2 separate regions of the Sus scrofa genome follow, and region 2 is linked to region 1. The links are chromatin contacts, called in public Hi-C maps. All regions are on one chromosome and are shown on one strand. The core of a region is the stretch at or near the end of the contact, and the rest is flanking DNA. Distances in the headings are between cores, read along the strand shown.

The links. Hi-C and Micro-C count contacts between places; a contact is called where the count stands out from the background.
Region 2: a Hi-C map of liver shows a contact between it and region 1, with 7 times the contacts expected there. The contact joins two enhancer-like sites. A contact is called at or near these places in 1 of 47 Hi-C or Micro-C datasets (liver) and 1 of 2 datasets of contacts at active chromatin or transcription factors (alveolar macrophages).

The regions. Positions count from the first base shown.
Region 1 is chr17:43,987,371-43,993,928 of Sscrofa11.1, reverse strand. It overlaps LPIN3 (lipin 3), which reads right to left and starts at 219. Exons shown (of 22, transcript NM_001141986.1): 1 at 85-219. Within about 2 kb of position 4,683, at least 47 of the 83 cell types and tissues checked have an H3K27ac peak or open chromatin away from gene starts, as enhancers often do. A contact at or near this core is called in alveolar macrophages and liver, where this site is marked.
Region 2 is chr17:44,326,812-44,334,082 of Sscrofa11.1, reverse strand. It overlaps LOC110257407 (a long non-coding RNA gene), which reads right to left and starts at 6,006. Exons shown (of 4, transcript XR_002339966.1): 1 at 2,354-6,006; 2 at 1,238-1,397; 3 at 242-404. Within about 2 kb of position 2,667, at least 57 of the 83 cell types and tissues checked have an H3K27ac peak or open chromatin away from gene starts, as enhancers often do. A contact at or near this core is called in alveolar macrophages and liver, where this site is marked.

The DNA.
Region 1 (6,558 bases), core at 3,434-5,933:
GCTGGGACCAAGGCCTGGCCCCACCACCCTCCGAGGGGAGGCTCCATGGCCTGAGGCCTGACCCTCCCAGGGCCCCAGACTCACGGTGCGTGGTCCTCGGTACGCCTCCACAGACGGGCAGCAGTGATGCGGGCGGAGGAGTACCTGTGGATGCAGGTTCTAATCCAGTCTAATCTTGGACAGCCACCTCCCTTCTCCAGGTGCCGACGCCTGCATCTGTCAAATCAGGGCACTGAGTAAGGCAACCCCCAGCACCGTGAGCCTCTAAATGCCATGAGTAATGACAATGACCATGGTGCTCAGTGGCACGGCTCATTTCATCCTCCCCACAACCTGTGAGGCTGGCTGGGAGGGTGGCATTATCCCTGTTTATGGACAAGCCAGCTGAGGCTCAGAGGGGTGGAGTGACTAGCCCGAGATCTCACAATTAGTCAGGAGAGGAGGCAGGATTGGCACCCAGGCCTGTGTGATTGCAGAGCCCTCAGTGGGAACCACTGGGATGGCCCAGTTGGGGGAACAGGGAGTTGGAGGGTGCAGCAAGGGGCAGCCTGAAGCTAGATCATGCCCAGGGCCCTGCTGGGTAATAGGCGACAGTCCTGAAAGCTGATCTCTTTCCAGGAAGTGGAAAGGAGGGAGCCTCTCTTTCCATCTGAGAAATGGGTTCAGCTGTCTTGCTGCCTCCTGGTCCTAGGAGTTGGGAGGGGCCTTGCTGGGCCTTGGTGGCTGATCTGTGGGGGGAACCTAAAGCTCTGCCCACCTCTCAGCTGCTTGACATAGGGCATCCCCTATAGGTGGACCCAAACTCCAAAGCCCTTCTCAGTTTCCCTGAGATGTGTGGGAAGCCCATCCATGGCCACAACATGACCCCAGTGTCTCTAGGTCATAGTTCTCAGCCCCGACTCCCACTCCCAGACCTGCATTCAGGCCTTGGACTGGCCCCTGGTTCATCAAAGCTGTTCCTACTTCCCCAAGCCAGACAGACCAGTCCCTCCAGCTCTCCCACACCAGGCAGAGCCCTGGGTGAGCCAGAGGCAGCTGGGTGAGTCAGAGGCAGGAGGCTGTAGCAGCTGCAGAGAAGAACCAGGGCCATGATGAGAGCCACCTCTGTGCTAGCATGCTGCCACCCCGCCAGTTCCGGCTCATCGCCCCTTCCCTGTGGGCCATTCTACTGCCCCTCTGGCTTCCAGGACCCAGGCTGTCCCACAGGAGCACTTCCCTCTGCTCCAGCACCAGAACTGCTGGAGGTCTGCCTGCCACACAAGATCACCCCCCAAAGAAGTCAAGTGACTTGTCCAAACCCTATTAAGATGATGGGGGGAGGGAGCGATGACTCATAGCCTGGTTTCCTGACTCCATACCACGCTTCCTTCCACTCCATGGGCCCCAAAGCACACCACAGTTGTCTTCAGAGAGGGCCGCCCAGCCGCAGCCCACCTCTACACAGTCTTGTAACGCCTCACCACTCAAATGCGGTCCAGGGCCCAGCATCACCTGGGAGCTGGTTAGAAACAGAGCTTGGAGTTGTGGCTTAGCCAATTAAGAATCTGACTAGTATCCACAAGGATGCAGGTTCGATCCCTGGCTTCACTTAGTGGGTTAAGGATCTGGTGTTGCCTCAAGCTTCAGCATAAGTTGCAGATGGAGCTCAGATCTGGTGTTGCTGTGGCTGTGGTATAGGCTGGCGGCTACAGCTCTGATTTGATCCCTAGCCTGGGAACCTCCATATGCTGTAGGTGCGGCCCTAAAAAGCAAACCCCCCCCAAAACAGAGAGTTTCAAAATGTAAGGTCTCATGAGAATTGCTAAATGGGATAAAATAGAACTCTTTGGATCCCTAAAATGTCACTCAGATTGAATAAATCTTTTATCTGCAAAGCACCTGCTATGTGCCAGGTGAAAATTCCTACTTTGGTTTCTCCATCCCACCCAAGTCTGAATATGGGTCTGAGGAGACAGACCAACTGACAAGGAGAGATGTGTGGTGGGCAGGGCTTTAGACCATTGTGCCCAGGAAATGCAGAGAAGATTCCAGAAGCTTCTGGGGATAAAGGAGCAAGCATAGGAGGGGCACCCTAGATGTGGGGACAAAGATCTGCCCAGTTGGATTCCCAAGCCTGAGCTCTCTGCCCTGCTGAGGGCCAAAGAACTGGTGGTGGGCAGGTGGGGAGGCAAGTGCGGGGTGGGGGGCAGGCTCAGCTTCCCCTCATCCAGAGTTTCTCAGTTTCAGCATCACTGCTGTCTGGGGCTGGATAATTCTTTGTTGCGGGGTTGGCGGCAAGTGCTGTAAAATGTTTAGCAGCCTTCCTGGTCTACCCGCTAGTGGCCAAGTAGCACCCTCTCTCCAGCTGTGACCACCACATCGTCTCCAAACTTTGTCGAATGTCCCCTGGGGGACAAAACTGCCCCCATGTGAGAGCCACTGAAGTAGAAAGGGCTGAAGGGCAGAGGTGGAACCTGGGTCCTACTCTGTTCTACCCATGGAATGTCCTCAGGCAAGGTAACTTGCCGGCCCCAGCTTCCCCTTCTAGGAAACAAGGCCAGGACTCCTCAGATCCTTCTCAGCTCTGCTGTCATGGAAGCCAAGAATTCATTCCTCCGCTTGTTCTCCCCCCTCAGCAAGTGGAGGCCCCCATCTCTGCCTGCTCAGCATTTGGGTGGGGAGGTGGGAAGGGAACTCCTGTGAGCCAAGCCTGGGCTCCTCCCCTCTACCTGTGCCCATCCCTGAAGGCGTCGCCCATCCCAGGACCAGCTCTGCCTCCTCAGTCTGCTCCAGAGGGAGGCGAGCTCTGCTTGGCTCCCCTATGGTGCCTTTCACCCCCAAACTAACATGTCTAGAATCTAACACCTCATCTTTTCCTGGGGGACCTGGTCAGGTGAATTCCTCCAAGGATTCAGGGATACCCTCCCTCCCAAGCCCTCTGCATCCTGTTCCCCAATTTCCTGCTCATCCAGCCCCTCCTCTCACCTTCTGCTGTCCTAGGGCAATGCTTTATTACCAATGCCCACATCCTGGGTGGCAGCGGACTGTCCGGATTCTTTTTTGCTTTTAGGGCCACACTTGCCGCTTACAGAAGTTCCCAGGCTAAGGGTCGAATTGGAACTCTAGCCACCGGCCTGCGCCACAGCCACAGCCACAGGCACATGGTTTCCAAGCCATGTCTGTGACCTACACCACAGCTCACAGCAATGCCGGATCCCTAACCCCGTGAGCTAGGACAGGGGTCAAACCTCATGAATACTAGTCGGGTTTGTTAATGGCTGCACCACGACAGGAACTCCCAACTGTCTGGATTCTAATCCCTTCTCTGACATTAGCTGTGACCTTGGGCAAGTCACTTCACTTCTCTAAGCCTGGGTTTCAGCCTCTGAAATGGGGATAACATAAGGGGTGCATGAGTAATTGAGGACATAATGTGTGTAAAGCAGCGGCACACAGTCAATGCCCACCCGCACCGCCCATCAGGAGCAGCATTATTCTTGGAATCTTTACAGCCCCACTCACACAGGCTAGTCCTGAGGGCACTACAGGTCAGACTCCAGTGCACTGCCCCTGCCCTACCTTGACCATTTAGACTTCTTAACTTGGCATTCAAGGCCCTGCACCCAATGCCTGTTTGCTCCAGACAGGCCTCACAGTCCACTCTGGGTGCATCCACACACCTCCCAGGCCTGCAGACAACCCCACCACAGGGAAGGTGGAACAAGCTGCCCTGGATGTGAGGCCTCAGCCTTTCTGGGCTCCCAGATTCAGGGAGGGGTATGGGTGCGGCCCTCTATCTAGGACCAGAGAGGGGAGCAGCAGGAAAAGCCCTGCCATGGTCCTGGAAGGGAGAACGCTCCACCCAGGATTGTCAGCACCCTTCACCGCTGCTGCGTCTGCCCTGTCCAGTCTCCCGGCAGGAGACTGCAACTGAGGACATTCAGTAGCAGAGAGGATGGGTGTCTTCCCCAAAGTCACAGTCAGCCTGGGGTGAAGCTGGGGTGATACTCTTCTTTCCTTTTTTTTTTTTTTTTTCTTTTTTTTTGGTCTTTTTGTCTTTTTAGGGCCACACCTACAGCATGTGGAGGTTCCCAGGCTAGGGGTCGAATCAGAACTACAGCTGCTGGCCTACACCACAACCACAGCAAAGCAGGATCAGAGCCACATCCGCGACGTACACCACAGCTCACCACATCGCTGGATCTTTAACCCCCGGAGCGATACCAGGGACCGAACCTGTGTCCTCATGGATACTAGTCAGATTCGTTTCTACAGAGCCAGGACGGAACTCCGATACTTTTCTTCTCAGAGGTTTTCACATGGCATTTTCTCCTGATCCCACATTCTGAATGTCCGGGGGCCTCGCAGCCACTGGGTAGGGGAGAGGGGTGAAGTCAGGCCGGCCCCTCCACCCTGGAGCTCCCTTCTGATGGCTAGATCAGGTCCGGGCCTGGCAGGGCAGATGGGCGGGGCAGGGGAGGGGTACTTCGTCTCTGGCCCTGGTTGGGCCCTACCTGGGGAGCTGCCCACTGGACCTCCGGACCCCGAGCCGCGGCCTCTACCTGAGTGCACAGGGTCAGCGCGTAAGTGTCTTCGGCACTGCCCTCACCAGGCACTTCCGGCTCCTCTCGGACTGGGTGAGATCCCGGTTCCGCCCCTTCCATGAGCCAAGGGCGGCCTCCGCTGGTCCCAATCCGTCTAGACTCCACCCTCCGAAGAGAGCCCGCCCCGCCCAGTCCCCCCTCCCCCTCGCCGCCGGCCTGGGACGCCCTTTCACCTATAGAAGCTGGGGCCCCGCCAGGCCCCGGGCCCCGCCCACTCCGGCTCGGGCTCCAGCCGGCCGCGCCCCAGCGTTCCTGGACGGAAAGTCTCAGAGGCCTGTCGCCGGCCCCACCTCCGGGAGCGGCGGGAAAGCGGGGACTTTCGAAAGCTACAGACCAAAGAAAGCCTCCTCGGCTTTGCGGGAAATTCTTTCCCCAGTCTAAGTCGACTTTCGGCAAGGGAGAGCCACCTTGCAGGATTTTCGAAAGTACATGGAATGACTTTGTGAGGCACCTGGCGCTCCAATGTCCCCTCCTGGGAGCAGCTTTGACACCCAACCCCACCTCCCAAGCTGGACTGGACCCCGTATCATACACTCACATATCCCATGTGGAATTTCATATTTGTTTGAATAACTGTTTGGTTATTGTCTGCCTCTTTGAATTTGTACTCCCTGAGAGCTGGTTGCGTTCATCTTACACCCCAGCGTCCAGTTCAGTGCCTAACATACAGCAGGAGCTCAATAAATGCCCACTCTCCATTCCATCCAGCGAATCACACTGGTAGAGTGGAAGCGGGGGCAATACTTCCATCGGCCAGATGAGGGCAGGCGATGACCAGTCTTCTGGCTCAGCTGAGCAGCCTCTCTGCTGGCAGGCGCCAGGAGGGGAACAGGTGAGCCCCGACGCGGGAAGATTTGAAGAATCGATGGGCCCACAAACCACGTGTGTGGCTTGGGCCAGGGGACGGTTTTATCCTTTGGATCTATGGCTCGCGGCTTGTCCCGGATCAAAGGCGTCTCCAGAAACCTGTAAGGATATAGTCTCTGCTAAGAGGATGATGTGAGAAAGGTCAGGAGGTGAGGGAGTTTGCAGTAAAAGAGGGAGGGATCCCAGGAAAAGTTTAGAGGGTTGGGGCACAATCAATGGCAAAGAACCAGGCTTAGAAAGTACTGGGTGATGGGGAGTACTGGGTGGTGGAAAGGTGGCTGCTATTGTTCTGTGACTCAGGATGACAAGACCTGGCTGGAAGTGACAGTCCTCAGGGGTCCTTGCTTTAGCAAAAGTCATATGGTGTCAGTCCTGAAGCCAGGCGGTGTCTGGCTGGTATCTCAGAAGAGCCTGTTGGGAGTAGAGCTATCTCAAGGGGCCAGAGGGCAGAGCCATGCCACTAACGTGGCTGTGGAAGCATGTTGTATATGACCACGATTATTCAATGGCAAAACACCAGAAACATCAGGAATGCCTCCAGGGAGCCTGGGAAGGAAGGATCAGAGTTTATGGCTGCAGATGCTGCAGTAACTCTACCACTTTGAGCCTCAGTTTCCTCATCTGTAAGATGGAGATAAAAATCTACCTTGCAGGATTGTATTGTGAGGATCAAATAGGATGAACGAAATCAGTGGCTCTCAACCTTGACTGCACATTGAAATCACATGCCCTTGGCAAATATTGATGCCTGGGTACGGAAATTAAAAAAAAAAATTCTCCACGTGATTGTAATGTGCAGCCAAGGCTGAGAACTCTGGAGCTAAATAAAACTGAACACAGCGCAGGGCACACACTCGGTGTTCAACTGTTTATCACATTAAGAAAAATGGAGCACAAGTTGTTTTTATTGATTAGAGAAAAAAAAGTTGATATAAAGGTTTTTGCAGACATTGGATTTCTGACAGGCTTGTTTCCGGAACGATGCATCATCTGGGATTTGATGATTCTGGGGGTGGGGAAGGCAGAAGCAGCCTCTGGTAGTATGACTTGTCCTAACACCCAACTGCGATGAACGAGGCAGGGAACCACCCTGTTCTAGCTTGTGGTT
Region 2 (7,271 bases), core at 1,418-3,917, 340 kb before region 1:
ACACCTGGTCTAAGGTCATAGAGCCTGTTACTTACAGGTCCAGGATGACTCTGAGACCAGTCCTTGTTCCCCAGAACCACACTGCCTTTAACCATATATAGCAGGTGCTCATTTGAGCTTTCACTTTGCACTCAAGGTTTCAAAATAAAAATTCAGTTTGTCACACACACACACACACACACACACACACACACACACACAAATGCTGGATCCAGCATGTTTCCAAGGAATTATTACTCACCGGTTTTGCAGCTGCCTCTTGGCACATCCACAAAGGGTCAGGGTGGAGGAGGTGGTTATCAAACATTGGTTTCACTAACCTTCACTGGATGACAAATGCCATTAGTCCAAAATGATAGGAAGAGATTTTTGAAGCCAATCGCAGAAGCTGAGAGAGCTCCAGCCTGGGAAAGAGAAGAGAAGTTCATTTATTCACAGCGCTAACCTAGCATCTGCTCTAGGCCAGGCTCTGGGCAGAACACTGAGGGGACAGGATCAGCAAGGCACTGGCCATATCCAGGAGCCATGTACATTGCACTTGTCTGTACCCAGATGTGTGTTCTTGGGCACAGCCTGAGCTGCAGCTAAGGTATAGCTTGGATCTGGAGGATCCCTGAAGATGTGGCCCCAGGGTCTGAAGTTTTAGGTTGAGCTGTCTTGGGAACAGCCTAGAGTCAGGAAGCTACCATCTAAGCAGGCCTTGAGATATTACCATATCAGACAGTGCAGAGACAGAAGAGCTTCAGCATCTCAGAGAGATCTATTGGACAGCATTGGCCAAGAGCATCCTTGCCTGGATTTTCTGCCTCTTACCAGTTCTTCTAGGCCCTTCGAAAACTGACATAAGCAAGGAGAGGTATGAGTCACTGGTTTCTGGAAGGGGCAGAGCTCCCTGGCTGTTCCAGATCTGATATCCTCAGAGGTACAAATGGCCCTTCTGAGACAGAGGACATTTGAAGATCAGTTCCTTAATCTTTTCAGATGTCTATGCCAGTAAATGGTGCCAGAATAGGGCCCAGGGAAGTAGAGGAAGTAGCAGAGGGCTCAACTTTCAAGGTCAGAAAGATCTAGGTTCCTATTCCAGATTCCCCATGACTAGTGGGGTGATCCTTAAACAAGTCTTTGGGTACCAGTTTTCCTGCCGGCAAAAGAGAAGCCAAGACCCACAAATGTTATGAGGACTAGATGAGACAGTGGATGAGACAATGCCTGGCCAAGAAAAGAGCAGATTTCTTACCCATGCCTTCTGGCCCTTTGAGATGCTAATCTCCTCTGCCATGAATAGGAGCCACGGGTCATCTTCTCATCAGGTACCAGGTGGAGGCTAGCGATGGCTAGCTCTTTCACTCATTCTCTCAATAGATATTTAATCTGAAAATACTGCCTGGCCTCATGTCCTGCATCACAGAGAGAGAGAAAACAAGTTCCCGAGAGGAGGCATTCCCTGTCTCATGGTAGAGCTTGGTAAGCAAACCCATAATTAAAAAGCCAGGGTACCAGAAGTGAGTTGAGAGTGTACAGAGGGAACAGCACAAAGGAGGTGATATTCTGGCCAAGCCAGGGAAGATGAATAGAATTTTGTCTGTTCAGCAAGCATACTGAAGAAGGCATGAGAAGCAGAGGAAACAGCATTTGCCAAAAAGGGAGACTAGGAAGCAAAGTCTAGTTCTGAAGGTCCTTGAGCACTAGGCCTAAGGAGTCTGACTTGTAGGGGACGCCAAGCCTCTAAAGGGAGTAAAATAATATTTGAGCTACGAAAAGATTTCTATATAACCAGTATGGGATGGCTTAGAAGAAAGATAACTGGAGAAAGGAAGGCCAACCTCAATTTGCTCCAGTCTCTCCCTACCTCACTATCCTCCAGTCACAGGAAATTCTCAGTTCCTTGACTAATAAAATACTAACTTGTTTCCCACTTCAGGGCCTTTGCACTTGCTGTTGCCTCTGCCTGGATTATTCTTCTCCTGGAGCTTTTTTATCAGCTTTCAGGTCTTAAACCAAACATTTCTTCCTTTCCCTAATCTCTCCATTTCACTTATGGCTCCCTCCATTATTCTATCTTTAACAATCAGTTTCTTTTTTCTATTCACTACAATTTGAAATTTTATTCTTATTTATGTTATATAATCAATGTCTGTCTCCTGACCCCTCCCCTATTAGACTGTAAACTCCACGAGGGTGGAGTCATGTCTGGCCCATTCAACACTGCATCCCCAGCACCCAGCACCCAGCACCAAGCACAATGTCTGGCACTCAGCACACTCTCAATAAATGCAGGATAGATGAGACTGTCCAAATAGCCAGAATAACGGTGGTTAAGGGAGTAGAAGAGAAACTAAGAAAAGGAGACTACCATCACACGACGTGGACATCACGTTTGAGACAACAATCAGATTTAGTTTCGATTGTACTGAGTTCCGACTACACTACTAGCTATATAGTCTTCATCCACCCTCAGTTTTCCAACCCGTAAAATGAGGGCAATACCCCTGCAGCTAAGCAGAACAAATGTCCCGCCAAGGCAGAAACAATAGGGTTAGGGGACAGCCGTGACAGCCCCGAAGACCAGCTACCCACTGAAAAGAGCTGGAAGAACAGCTGTCGCTCCCTAGGGGCGGAAGTCACTGCCCGATGCAAGTCCTGGCATAAAATGGATCCCCCGTATACGCAGCGCCATGATTCTTTGCACCCTCACAATGCATCCGATGAGCAGCAAGAGCCGGGGGGTAATTTGGGGCCGTTATCGTTCCTTTCTTTTAAAATAGGGTGCCCCATTTCTCAACAAATTTCTCTAAAAATTGCTTAATCAAAATCTATGCTTGGAGAACTCCAGGACTACGGGATTGAAGGGAAATTCCCGTTTGGGACAACTCGGAGGTAGATGAGTGGATGCTCCGACGCAGCGCCACCTGCTGGCGGGGAGGAGCCAGTGTGGAAGATCTGCCGCGCCCCTCCTCTTCCCACTAGTTCCCGTTGCACTCCAACCCGCAGGACTGGGAGAGACGCGGCCGGACGCGGAGGCCCTCGAGTTACTGCATTTCCCAGAGACCTCTGCCCAAAAGGAGGGGCCGCGGCGGCTTGGTTTCCCCGCCTCCACAGAGCGGGATGTTTTAATCCTGGAGGTATCTGTCCTCCTGGCGCCTGCTGAGGTCCACGTGAATACTGGACAAGCCCAGCACTGCCTCCAGAAATCACCGGGAAGAAATCAGGGCGAAGTAATCAGGGCCGCAAGACCCTATGGGAAAAGTAGTTTCCAAAAATATTTCTGGGAAATAGTGGAAGGGAGGCTGCAAGGTTTGATAGCCAATTAGGGCCGGACTCGGGGGTTGTCACGTGACCTGCGCAGTCCGCTGCCCAGGGGCTTCAGCTCGGGCTTTGGCTTCGCCTGCGCTGCGGGAGGGTGGAGTGCCCTGCTGTGGTCTGAGCTGCTGCCGCCGCCTCGACTCCTCAACTGGTCTTCTCTTTCCCTGAGCAGCCCTTGCTGGCCAATCACAGCACCGACCGTATATTTGCATGTATTTGAACTTGGCTTTGCAGGACCTCGCCAACCTTTTCTCCTACCTTGGCCTCTGCAGCAGCCAAATTGAGGAGTTCGACTTGCTTCAAAGTTTTGCTGGATAAATCATTCATCAGTTGTTGGTGCGCCTCATCTTTAGGGACCTTTTTCACGCTCTGTTCTCATTTGGCTACTTTGTCTTCATCCATCACCTTGCCGCCTCAAAAACTTAAGTCCCGGAACCCATCTTTTTTAAGAACCCATCTCTTTTTCGGTATCGGCCTCCTCTAATTTCATATACCTCAAAGACTCAAATGAATGTTAAGTAACACATAAGGAATGAAATAGGAAATAGAAAAAAGCGTGGCAAAGACGCTAAATTGCTATAAGTTAAAAGTTTTAAAGGAACTCAGCAAGTTAAAGTTTTTTAAAAAGCATGCTGTTGGAAAGAGTACGTGTTTCTGATAGAAAAACAGCCGTTGGCTGTGTTTTGCTAGGCTTCCAGAAAAATTAAAAGATTATACCACCAAAAGTCCCTTGAGAAGTGGCAGGTGTAAGAGGATCCTGGAAATCAGTAAGTAATTTGGTTTCAAAAATGGCATTTTTAAAAAGTTTTTTTCATGAGGGGGAAAGGAAATCCAAAACACATTTGTGGGCCTCTAATAGCAGTGCTGTAGCTTAGAGACAGAATCCCAGGTAAACTGGGAACCCGCTGTCACAAAGTCCATTAAGAAGACTTTGGAGCCCTAGGTGGAGACCACACACAGCCTGAAACTTCTCGGGGAGTGTGCTGCCAGACACTGAAGGGGAGATTTGGTTTGATTGTGTTCTCTTACTGTCATGATGTTTTTTTAATTTACATCTTTCTCATCTCCTACAGCATAAGGTTCATTTGTCCTATAAAAGGTCTATGAAATACCTTAAGCCCTATCTAGTCTTTTTACATACCATATGATATTTTTGATAAAGAAAAGCACCAAACTGGTCAATTAACAGTTAACTGGAAAGGATATTGCTCTGAAAGCAATCCAATTTATTAGGCGTCTGTATGTCAATCACCTGATTCTAGATTTAAAGACTTGCTGTTTACCAACAGGAAATTTCAGCTACATTTGCATGTGTCTCTAGGGGAAATGCCTGCAGAGAATAGCCACATCTTTATATGCAAGGTAAATATCCGAATCAAATAAAACAATTCTGGAGAACCCAAGCTGGACATTAATATTTTAGGAGTAAAGTACAAGATCTCCAATGAACAAGAAAACTTATACATTGTAGAAAAAAAAAATCACATAGATATCTGTTGACTTAAAAAAATATGCACAATATAAAAGTCAAGAATTAAGTTGTATTTGGGACAAAATGAAGACTATAGCTTGGGAGGCAGTATTTCAGATAGCTCTGAAAAACCACTCCGAAGAGGTAGGGGGGAAGGTCAGTATAGATGTGATTTTGGTGAAGGGGGAGGTACGTGCACTCAAGCACATACATTTTGCAGAAGATTTCTGCTGGTCTTGTAAAGTTTACTGCTAGTCACGAGGGGCAGACGTCATTGTGAAAGATTTTTGTGCTTTTCTAGATATGAGGAGGTGCAAGAATTGGGCTCATAAAATCTCCGCCTGAAAATATCTAACTATCTGAAGACCTGTTTTGCCAGTTTTCCAAAGCCTCACTCCTGATCTCCACCCTGAACTCCTTTCAGGGCGTATTGAGTTGTCAGCAGCTGCAGTGGTTCATGATTCAATCCCTGTAGAGGCAGGTGGCAAGTGATGATCTCCAGTTCACATATCAATTGTCATTAAGGTAGAGCAATGCATCTCAGACTGTTTATTCAGGCCTGGTGTGGTTGGCTGGTTGGTTGGTTTCAATGCATTGTACACCAATACTTGTGTAAGTAAGAGTTTATTTCTAGAAAAAAATGGAATTATAATGAACTATAAAATACCAAGTACTAGCCCCATTTTTTAATGATTAGGTTGAACATGCATTAAAATCACCTTAAAATTGCTATAAAAGTTTCCAAGCACTCAGACTCAATTCTATGTTTAATCTTAAAATGGAGAGCTTTCAGAAGCAAATCACATATTACTCCCTGGCTCAAACTTTCGTTATTTTTGTAATATGGACTTGTATTGTCAACAGATGAATATGCTGCAATTCATTTACCCATTGTCCTGATAATAGACATTTGGATTTTCCCCCCTTTTTTTATTATTACAACAATATTGCAACGAACGTTCTTGTAACTGCCTCTTCATGCGCAAGTGCAAGACCTTTGTGATTCACATAGTGAAAATGCTGGGCTGGAGGATGTAGGCATCTTTGCTTTTAGGTGTTGCATGGTCTCCAAAGTGCTTATACCAATTGACACCCCAACAGTGTGGAAGAGTTCCCAGTTCTCCATTTGATCACAAACATTTGAAATTGTCAGACTTTTTAGTTTCCCCAATCTGCTGGATAAGAAATGGTACCTCATTATGGTTTAGTTGGCATTTCCCTAGTTAGTGAAGTTGAGCATCTTTTTATTTTTTTTTTTTATTTTTTTTTTTTTTGTCTTTTGCTATTTCTTTGGGCCGCTCCTGCGGCATATGGAGGTTCCCAGGCTAGGGGTCGAATTGGAGCTGTAGCCACCGGCCTACGCCAGGGCCACAGCAACGCGGGATCCGAGCTGCGTCTGCAACCTACACCACAGCTCACAGCAACGCCGGATCGTTAACCCACTGAGCAAGGGCAGGGACCGAACCCGCAACCTCATGGTTCCTAGTCGGATTCGTTAACCACTGCGCCACGACGGGAACTCCTGAGCATCTTTTTATACATTGATTAGCCATTGTGGCTTCTTAGTCTACGATTTATCTGTCTTTTACTCATCTTTCTATTGCGTGTTTTTAATTTTTGATTTATGGGTTATTTATATATTCTGGATTCAAGTCTTTGGTCAACAATGTGTGTTGCAAATATTTTTTCCCAGCCTGCAGTTTGTCCTTTCATCTTTGTAGTGATGTGTTTTTGATACTTGGGCATTTTTAATTTTGATGATATTGGTTTTATCAGCTTTTTTCTTTGTGGGTTGTGCTTTTTGTAATTTATTAAACCTTTGTTCTAAACAAGGATCATAAGACATGCTCTCATATTTCCTTCCAGGTTTTTTCTTCCTGGTTTCTTGAATTCCACTTGGATTTTTGTACCTGATCCAAAAAAAAGAGTTTTGATTTTATTTTATTCTTTCCTATGTGAATAACCAATTACTCATCACCATTTTGGAGAAAATATGTCCCTTCTTTACCATTCTACAGTACCACTTTGTCAAAGGTATCAGATGTCCATCTCTGGCTGTGTTTCTGGGCTCTGTATTCTGTTCCAGCGGTATTAATATCTACCCCTGTTCCAGTGTCACAATGTCTTAATTACCATACTTTATAATAAGTCTTATTGTATGCTAGGGTGAATCCACCATCCTCTGCTTCTTTTTCATGTGTTTCTTACCAGTTCTTGTATATTTCATTTTCCATTTTAGATTCAGCTTGTTGAGATGCAAAAAAAAAAAAAGGATTTTTATTGTAATTGCAATAAAATCTATGTATTCCCTTGGGGAATTGACATCCTATAATACTAAGTTTTTCTCTCCATGTTCATAGTATGTTTTTCTCTTTATTTTAAAGATTTTTTTTTTTTTTGTCTTTTTCTAGGGCTGCACCTGAGGCTTATGGAGGTTCCCGGGCTAGGGGTCTAATCGGAGCTGTAGCCGCCGGCCTACACCAGAGCCAGCAACACC